Linked DNA regions of Danio rerio: region 2 is linked to region 1. A link is a contact called in public HiCAR-type data. All regions are on one chromosome and are shown on one strand. Each heading gives the region's core, a stretch centred on a gene start, on an enhancer-like site or on the middle of the called end of the contact. The rest is flanking DNA. Distances are from core to core; before and after follow the strand shown.

What was found. HiCAR-type assays count read pairs that join an accessible place to other places.
Region 2: a contact with region 1 is called in a HiCAR-type map of caudal fin, with 4 times the contacts expected there. The contact joins the promoter of si:ch211-108c6.2 here to the promoter of ssh1a in region 1. A contact is called at or near these places in 2 of 4 datasets of contacts at active chromatin or transcription factors (caudal fin and embryo).

Annotation. Positions count from the first base shown.
Region 1 is chr5:20,933,845-20,937,884 of GRCz12tu, reverse strand. It overlaps ssh1a (slingshot protein phosphatase 1a), which reads right to left and starts at 1,881. Exons shown (of 16, transcript XM_005165198.6): 1 at 1,559-1,881. The coding sequence starts at 1,639. It also overlaps a transcript of dao.3 not described here.
Region 2 is chr5:21,041,121-21,045,160 of GRCz12tu, reverse strand. si:ch211-108c6.2 reads right to left here and starts at 1,704. Exons shown (of 1, transcript NM_001030130.1): 1 at 1-1,704. The coding sequence starts at 1,704. All of the region lies in intron 1 of LOC141385793 (a long non-coding RNA gene), which reads left to right.

The DNA.
Region 1 (4,040 bases), core at 632-3,131:
CAGCAAAGTCAAGTAAAGGAGGTAGAGCCTTCTCATTTATGGCTCCTTAACTTTAAAATAGCCTTCCGGATAATGTCTAAGGCTCAGACGCACTCTCGCAGTTCAAAACTAGATTAAAGAGCTATCTTTTTAGTAAGGAATACACTCAATGCATCACATAGTATTATGCATTAATGTGCTCCATGCAGGTTTTTTGCATTTCTAAAAACTGGACTGACACAGTTTCAATTTACTACAATCTTCTATGTGAAGCTGCTTTGACACAATCTACATTGTAAAAGCACTAGAAATAAAGGTGAATTGAATGTAATAATTTATTATTTTGCAATGCATCCACTCCTCTTGCCACTTGTTTAAAATCGAACCCATTAATAATAGGTCTCATCATTGATGGAGGAGTTTGGCCTTTGTTCACCACTTGCTTCAAAGCATCCTTAGTAGCTGCGTCAGCTCGCTCATTTCTTGAAAGCCCGAAATGTCCTGGAACCCAGCAAAAAAATGAAGTGATAAAACTTGACTTCTCTGTAGTAAATGTCTTAGGCCCTTTATTCTCAGCGGATGATGAAGTAAAGGATTTTGTTTTATTCTCGTATTTGTTTTTATTCTTCTTTTAACTATATTTTATTAATTTTCATTACTGGAGTACTACATTGGCTTAATTTGCAGAACCCATCAAGTTAGCTTGTGTGGTAAGATATTAATCTAATTTGTTCCTTGAACAACATTCCAAAAGATAGCCCTAAACAAAACTCTAGCTAAGAAATATAACCAAGAGAGGATTCTGGTTTCTTTATTTAATGAGGGTATTAAATAAAGACAATCCACCACACTGCCCAAAAATAAAAACACCAGTAGATTTAGACAACTTTTTAATGTGTTTTTGCTTTGCAATGCACCTTGCACAATGACTCAAGTCAATTACACGACTGATCACGTGATGTCAACACAGCAGTGACCAGCATCAAATAAAGTAAAATTATAGACAGTTGACATCTGAAGTCCGAAGACGTCGTTAATTTCTCCTGTTATCACTGACAACTCCTAAAGCGGTGGGTAGTTTATGTAAAGTCATATATATTATCTACACAACAAATTGCAGGACAGCCTATAAACAAGCCATTAGCTCAATAAACATCTAAACATCTAGCAATAAACAGCTAACATCACTGCCAAACACTTTCTATTGATGAAAGACTTGATCAGCATCCAACACAACAAGAGCATCGAGCTCCATCCAACCACAACCATAAACACTGCCTGTAAGTTGTCTACTCTACAGCACTGATTAAACACCTTCCCAAAAGATGAATGTGAATGATCAAGTAAAACTGAGGTCAATAACATCAAGTAGTGCAGAAAATGCCCAAGTGTGATTTGAGCAGATAAACACGATGACACAGCGTTCAATCCCACATCTATCCTGATGGCATCCCGCTGTTTAGCTCTACCTCCTGAGCTGTATTAGCATCGGGCCTACGTGAGTGAAATATATAAGCGTCCCGTTATGTTTTTATTGAGGAATACATAGTTCCCACACCTCGTGCTCGTTTCCGCTTACCTCCCCCGCGTTGGTGGTGGCGGTGCTGGAAGTGGACGCGGCGCTGGGAGTGGGCGAGCGCTGCAGAGTGACCAGAGCCATGGATGGAAACCTCCCAGCACAACGGCCAGTCTATCTGTCACAAGCTAAACCGGCTAGCGGATTTCCCCCGGCAGATCTTCGGGGACTGCGCTGCGACTCCACGCGCTCGCTGTTGTTAAAATGCCATGGCTGAGCGGCTCGTTTGTATCGTTGATTCCGTTTTGACATGAGCTGGATGTTGTTTTGGTGCTTCTCACTCACTTACTACCGCATGGGGCTCAAACTCGCACCGCTACTGATGCCCACAGTTGTTCATTAGCGGTGTGTTCGTACGAATCGGTGTTTTGAATGAATCTTTTGATGTGAACGTCTTTCTTTGCTTGTCGCTGTTCAAAGTGAGTGGCTTGCGTTCTGTCGTGATGATTGATTCTAGCAGGAGCCAATAGCCTTCGAGTGTTGGATGTGGAGGATGAATATCATTGGTTGAGATTACTGAAGGAACACGCCTTTTACTGAGCGAGTCAGTAGTGTTTTGAATCACGTTGAATATTTGATTAAACATGGAGAACTTCTCCTGTGTGGAAAGTATCAATCTTAGGCTTTTTTAAAAAGCTATACACTGCAGTTGACAACATTAGTTTAAAGTTAAAATAACTTATTTGAAGATGTTTTTAAAGGAGTGTGTTGCGGTGGTAATCGATTCAGTCGAGTAGTGAATCAGTTCAATTGGTGAGTCGATGACTGAAGTGATTCATAATTGCACAAAAATACATATTTGACAACACCTACTGGCGGAGCGATGTAATAATTCAGGCCACTGCTGTCACTGTGTGTAACCATTAACTCAAAATCGATTTCAATCCTAATCAAACAGCTGATCCAACTAAAGATGTTCAAGATTACTAGAGACTACATATTAAGCAGGTGTGAGTTGGAGCTGGTTGGAGCAGAGCTGCTGCCCTCCAGGAATTTGAAACCATAAGATATAGTTATGGAAACAGACCACCTTTTACTTTCTCTGTATTTAGTGGATTTACTTAAGTGTGTTTGTTATTTGGGTTATTTTACAACGGTCTGATAACATTTCTTCCATATTTCACATAAAAATAATTGTTATTAGAGCAGTTATTTTTTAGAATATGACAAACGGTCAGAATAAATAAATAATAATTAGTTTTTGTGACGGAAAGTCAGTTATTCCATATAGGAATTAGGGTTCTAGGGCTTGTATGACTGTAGTAGGTTATACATTCAATTAGGGGTGGACTTATAAGGTGGACCAATAAGCAAGGTAAGCAACTGCTTAGACCCCTGGGAAATTATGGGGGCCTGACCAATGCCAAAAATTAAAATTAATTATATAACTCATGAAAAATTTTGTCAAATCTGTCTATAACCATTAATGTTTTGATGTCATAACTTCTTTTCAAAACCAGGGGCCCTCGTGAATAGTGGAACATTCCTTAAATACTGCACATGATACAAATCTTAAAATCTAATCACAAATATGGCTGAATAACTGTACATATGGTTAGTTTGTGAACTTGTTTTTCTCTTTTGTGTGATTTTATTGTATTTAATTTTACATTAAGAAGATAAAAGTTTTTTTAAGTGTTTTATATAGAGCATTTCTTGTATATGGCCATTCACCCAAAGTGCTTCAAAATCATGAGGGGGAACTTTCCACACCACCACCAGGGTGCAGCATCCTCTTGGATGATGTGACAGCTGCCACAGGACACAGGACGCTCACCACACACCAGCTATTGGGGAAGTGGAGAGACAGGGATAGAGCCAATTTGGTGGATGGGGATGATTGGGAGGCCATGATCGTAAGGACATCAGGGTTACACCCCTACTCTTTTATGAGAAGTGCCATGGGATTTTTAATGACCACAGAGAGTTAGGACCTCGGTTTAACGTCTCATCTGAAAGACGGGTGAGATGAAAAAGTTCCACTTAAAATTCATTTTTAACATGCAGTTTATATTGATATAAAAAAATATCTACAGAAAAAATATATATCTATCTATAGAGAAAAAGAATGTATCGAGTTTCAATGCCTGGGCCCCATACCTGGAATTGCTTAGGGCCCCCAAATCATTAAGTCCGCCACTTCATTCAATATATTTTCACAAAATCCAAATTTGTAATTAGTAAAAAAGTCATTTCAGTTGCAATAAGGTGTTGTGGATATATAATATAATATAATATAATATAATGTAATATAATATAATATAATATAATATAATATAATATAATATAATATAATATAATATAATATAATATAATATATTTCCCAGAGATGGGTTGCGGCTGGAAGGGCATCCGCTGCGTCAAAACGTGCTGGATAAGTTGGCAGTTCATTCCGCTGTGGCGACCCCGGATTAATGAAGGAACTAAGCAGAAAAGAAAATGACTGAATAATATAATATAATATAATATAATATAATATAATATA
Region 2 (4,040 bases), core at 455-2,954, 110 kb before region 1:
TGGTGTCATGTCATCTGAGTTAGCTCTAGCATCTCCCACTAATATCTGCTTTCTAGTAGCTTCATCTACATCAATTACTGTACTCTGGAAAGAAGAGGTGAGTTCTGGGTCTGCCTCTTCCATCATCTCCTGAGAGTTTTGCATCAATGCTTGTGGACTCCTTTCAGCCAAACACACATCTAAACTTTTCTCTGTGTGTACTTTGGCCTTTGCTGAAAGAGGGGAATCTTTTTTCTCATTGTTTTGCATAACTTGAACATAAGACTTACAAGAGGTTAACGAATCGGTAATGTCTTCAGAGAATGCAGTACATTTCTCATCTTCATAGCTTTGTAGAAGAGGTTTGCTTTCACCCTGTACAAAACAACCCTCTTTCGTTTCTGTTCCACGCAGAGAAAGATCTTTTATCTCGGATTCCTTTGCATGGGAACCATACAGACCCTTTGAAGCAGATTCCAGATTCTCTCTTTCTCCAGTTTCTCGTATGCCATCTTTATTTTCATGACCTCCAGCGGGTGATCTCTCAAGTGAAGGTTCCTTTGTACAAGTGCTTTCCAAGTCTGACACATTAAATTGCCTTTCTGTGTGAAGCACGTCCTGTGTGAATTCGCCTGGAGATATTTGTCGATGGCTCTCAGCGTGACCCTGTGGTGACTTGGATGCCACTTCCAAGGGTTTAAGATCCTCTGGGCTCTGCTCTCGTCTCAGACTCGCAGATTTACTTTGTAAATTCGCACCTGAACTATTAAATCTGGTCTCTATGACTTCATCTGTTGGATGGTTTTCACCCGTCACCGATTGCCCTGAAGTTTCAACGCTCTTTGGGGAGGAACGCTCAGAATTTGGTGTTTCGGTTACGACCTTCTCCATTCCTTCCTTAACTTGATGAACTGCCTCCTTTGATGTCTCCATTTCTGAGTTCATCACAGGGTCCGACGCGCTGGGGTTGTTAAATGACCTCTTGTTTTGTGACTCACTCTTCTCATTTTCATCATTGACTAAAGCATGGTCTTGAACCGTGAAGTTGGCATCTTCGCAACATGGTTTTAAAATCTCCTTTCCTTTTAAAATCTCCAAGCTCGGAGGTGTGTTTGTTAGATTAACATCACAGACAGCTTCAAAATCAATGTTTTCTTCCCCATCTTGGCACTTCAGCTTGTCATGATCTCCGCAAACAGCCTCCATTTCGTCCTTTACATATGAAGCACAGTTTTGAGTCTGGTTTGCTGCTTTCTCAGGGCTTTCAGTTCCACCAAGAGCGTCACACACCAGTCCTGTATGCTCTTCCAGCCAGTCTTTTCTCTCGTGATCAGGTTCACCAGACTCCCATGTGCTTTGCTTGCATGTGTCAGACTGTGTGATTCCATTCAGCTGCTGTAGAGCCAGAGGTTCAGCCCTGCCTTCCTCTCTATTCTTTCTTCCTCCCTCTTTTCTTTCTCCATCTCCTCCCTCCCCATCCGTGGGAGTGCACACCTTATCATGAGGATCCAAACCGTGCTCTGCTGGTGGAGGTAATGGTGACTCCCTGCCTGGGCTTTCGTCCAACCTTGCTTTCTCCTCATCTGTCCTGGCACTGTGAGTCTCAATAGCTTGATTTCCTTCCTCCGTTGCCCCCCCAGGGTCTGGGCTTGGTCCGTTTTCCTTTGGTCCCAAGGAGCTGTTGTCCTGGCCCAGCTCCCCCTCCTTACCCTGGATTTGTCCCATTCTTTGGAAAACAAAAAACAAGAGAGAGATGTTATTGGCTGTGTGTTGTGGCAGATGATGGCATGACTCTGGCATGCAGGTTATGCCAGTGTTATCTAAAAATTTCCTGCTTTCATTCACTCCCCTGCACAGTTTGATGCTCAATAACTGTCTTTACTTGTCATTTTGAATGAACTCATTCTTGTGGTCAAACCGGATTTGTTCTGTTTGTTTTAGCTGCTTTTGTTTTTGTTCTGTATTACTTGTCATCTTAATTTATGGCAGTGAAAGTGTCTTTGTTTCTGGTAATAAAAGTAAGAGATGACAGGGTTGTTATTATAGTACTTTTCTAACCAAAAATGAAAGGTAACTGACATCAAATATAAAAATAAACATAATTTCCCCTCTTTTTATTTGTATAAACTAACAAAGAAACTACAAATGAAAAAAATGAATATAATAATACGCATAATGAATAAATAATACAATAATATAAATAATAAATTAATAAAACATAAATAAAACAAAATTATGAAAGATATAATTAAAATGAAAAATATTTATAGTATTTTTAAAAACAGTATTACATTGGCTCCAATTTCCTAGTGGTAAAGTGTGCCGACATAAAGCACCAAGGTGCTTCATCGACCCAAGTTCGATTCCTGGCTCAAGGTCCTATGCTGAGCTAGAGTCTAGATCGGATACACGGCCAGCCAGAAGTGTGATAAGCACATCAATATGACAGCATTTTTTTATGACACTGTATAACAATAATTTATATTTTTACAGTACTGTGATGGTTTAGGGTTAAGGTGAGAGTAGACGTTAAAAAATACATTTTACTGGGTAATTTAATAGATAGCATAAATAATACTCAATACAACCACTATATTAAATGGGAAATTTAATAAATAATATAAATAATTCTTGTTAACTTCCGGCCGCAACCATTTCCGATCTAGCAACAACCCTTTTCTGTCAATTCTTTACACCGTTCTATCAATTAAAGGCTAACACCCCTATAAATTTTTTTTGAAAAAATTGTATTACTTGTAAATTATTATTACAAAGATATCATACAATAACAAATAAACACAAGAAATCATATACTTGAATTAAAATACAGATGTCATGCTGAAATATTCACAGAAAAGCATTCTTTATACATTTAATCTTAACGTTAAGAAAAAAATGCTTTCAAAAATATTATTTAATGCTAATTAAGTCAAAATAATGACATAAAAGCATACATTTATGATTTAAAAGTCATAAGGTCAGAGCCTAGTAGTATGACATTATGAATTATGTGGAATTATCACATTAAAGCTTTTAGGATCTTTTTTAATGCTCTGAGTAAAAAAAAAACACCACATTGTTCTCAGTTCTTTACCTATTTTAAATTCAGTTCATCTGTTTGTCATTACTAAATCAGTGAGTTGTTAATCAGTCAGATCACAAAGAATCAACAAATTGGTAACACTTTACAAAAGCAGTACATTATTAAAGATGTATTAATATGTAAACTAAAGATTACATGATGAATTAATGATGAGTTAAAGCATGCGCTAATCATAAACTAAATTTAATGAGTTGTAACAAGTGTTCATACAAAATGAGTCACAAGAGTTCATGTGTGAATAACGTCTACCTTAATTACTTGTTAGTATATGGTTGTTAATTAATGTATTAATGAACATTTAAGTTAATGCTAAATATAACCAATGTGAACTCATGAGCTGTTAATGTATAATTACTTCATGACTTTACTTGGAGGGGCACATCACCATAAACTCATTTTTAACTAATCATGAACTCCTGTGTTTAAACTGTTCATGTTGATGTTGACAGAACACTTTTCTATTATTTGGATGTAAACGCACTAAAAAGGTGCATAAGGAGTTAATAAGTAGTTAAGAATGAGTTTATGATGATGTGCCCCTCCAAGTAAACTTATGAGTTCATGATGGTTAAATTGAGCATAAAATAATGTGGTAATTAATACATTAATTAACAAACAATCATATACTAACAAGTAATTAAGGTAGCCCATATTCACAAATAAACTCTTGTGACTTATGTTGTAGTTAATGTTAGTTCATGATTAGTGCATACATTAACTCATCATTAGTTCTTAATAATAATAATAATAATAATTTTTATTTATATAGAGCCTTTCCAGAGCTCAAGGACACTTTACAAGGAATGCAACAAAAAGATAAACAAACATACATGAGGTCAAATATAACAAACTTGAATAACACAAACAAGACCTAAGAGACATATGAGCAGGATAGTGGTGGATCAGATTAAGTGGTCAGTTTGGTAGATCAGATGCAAAGCATTCAGAATATAAGTGA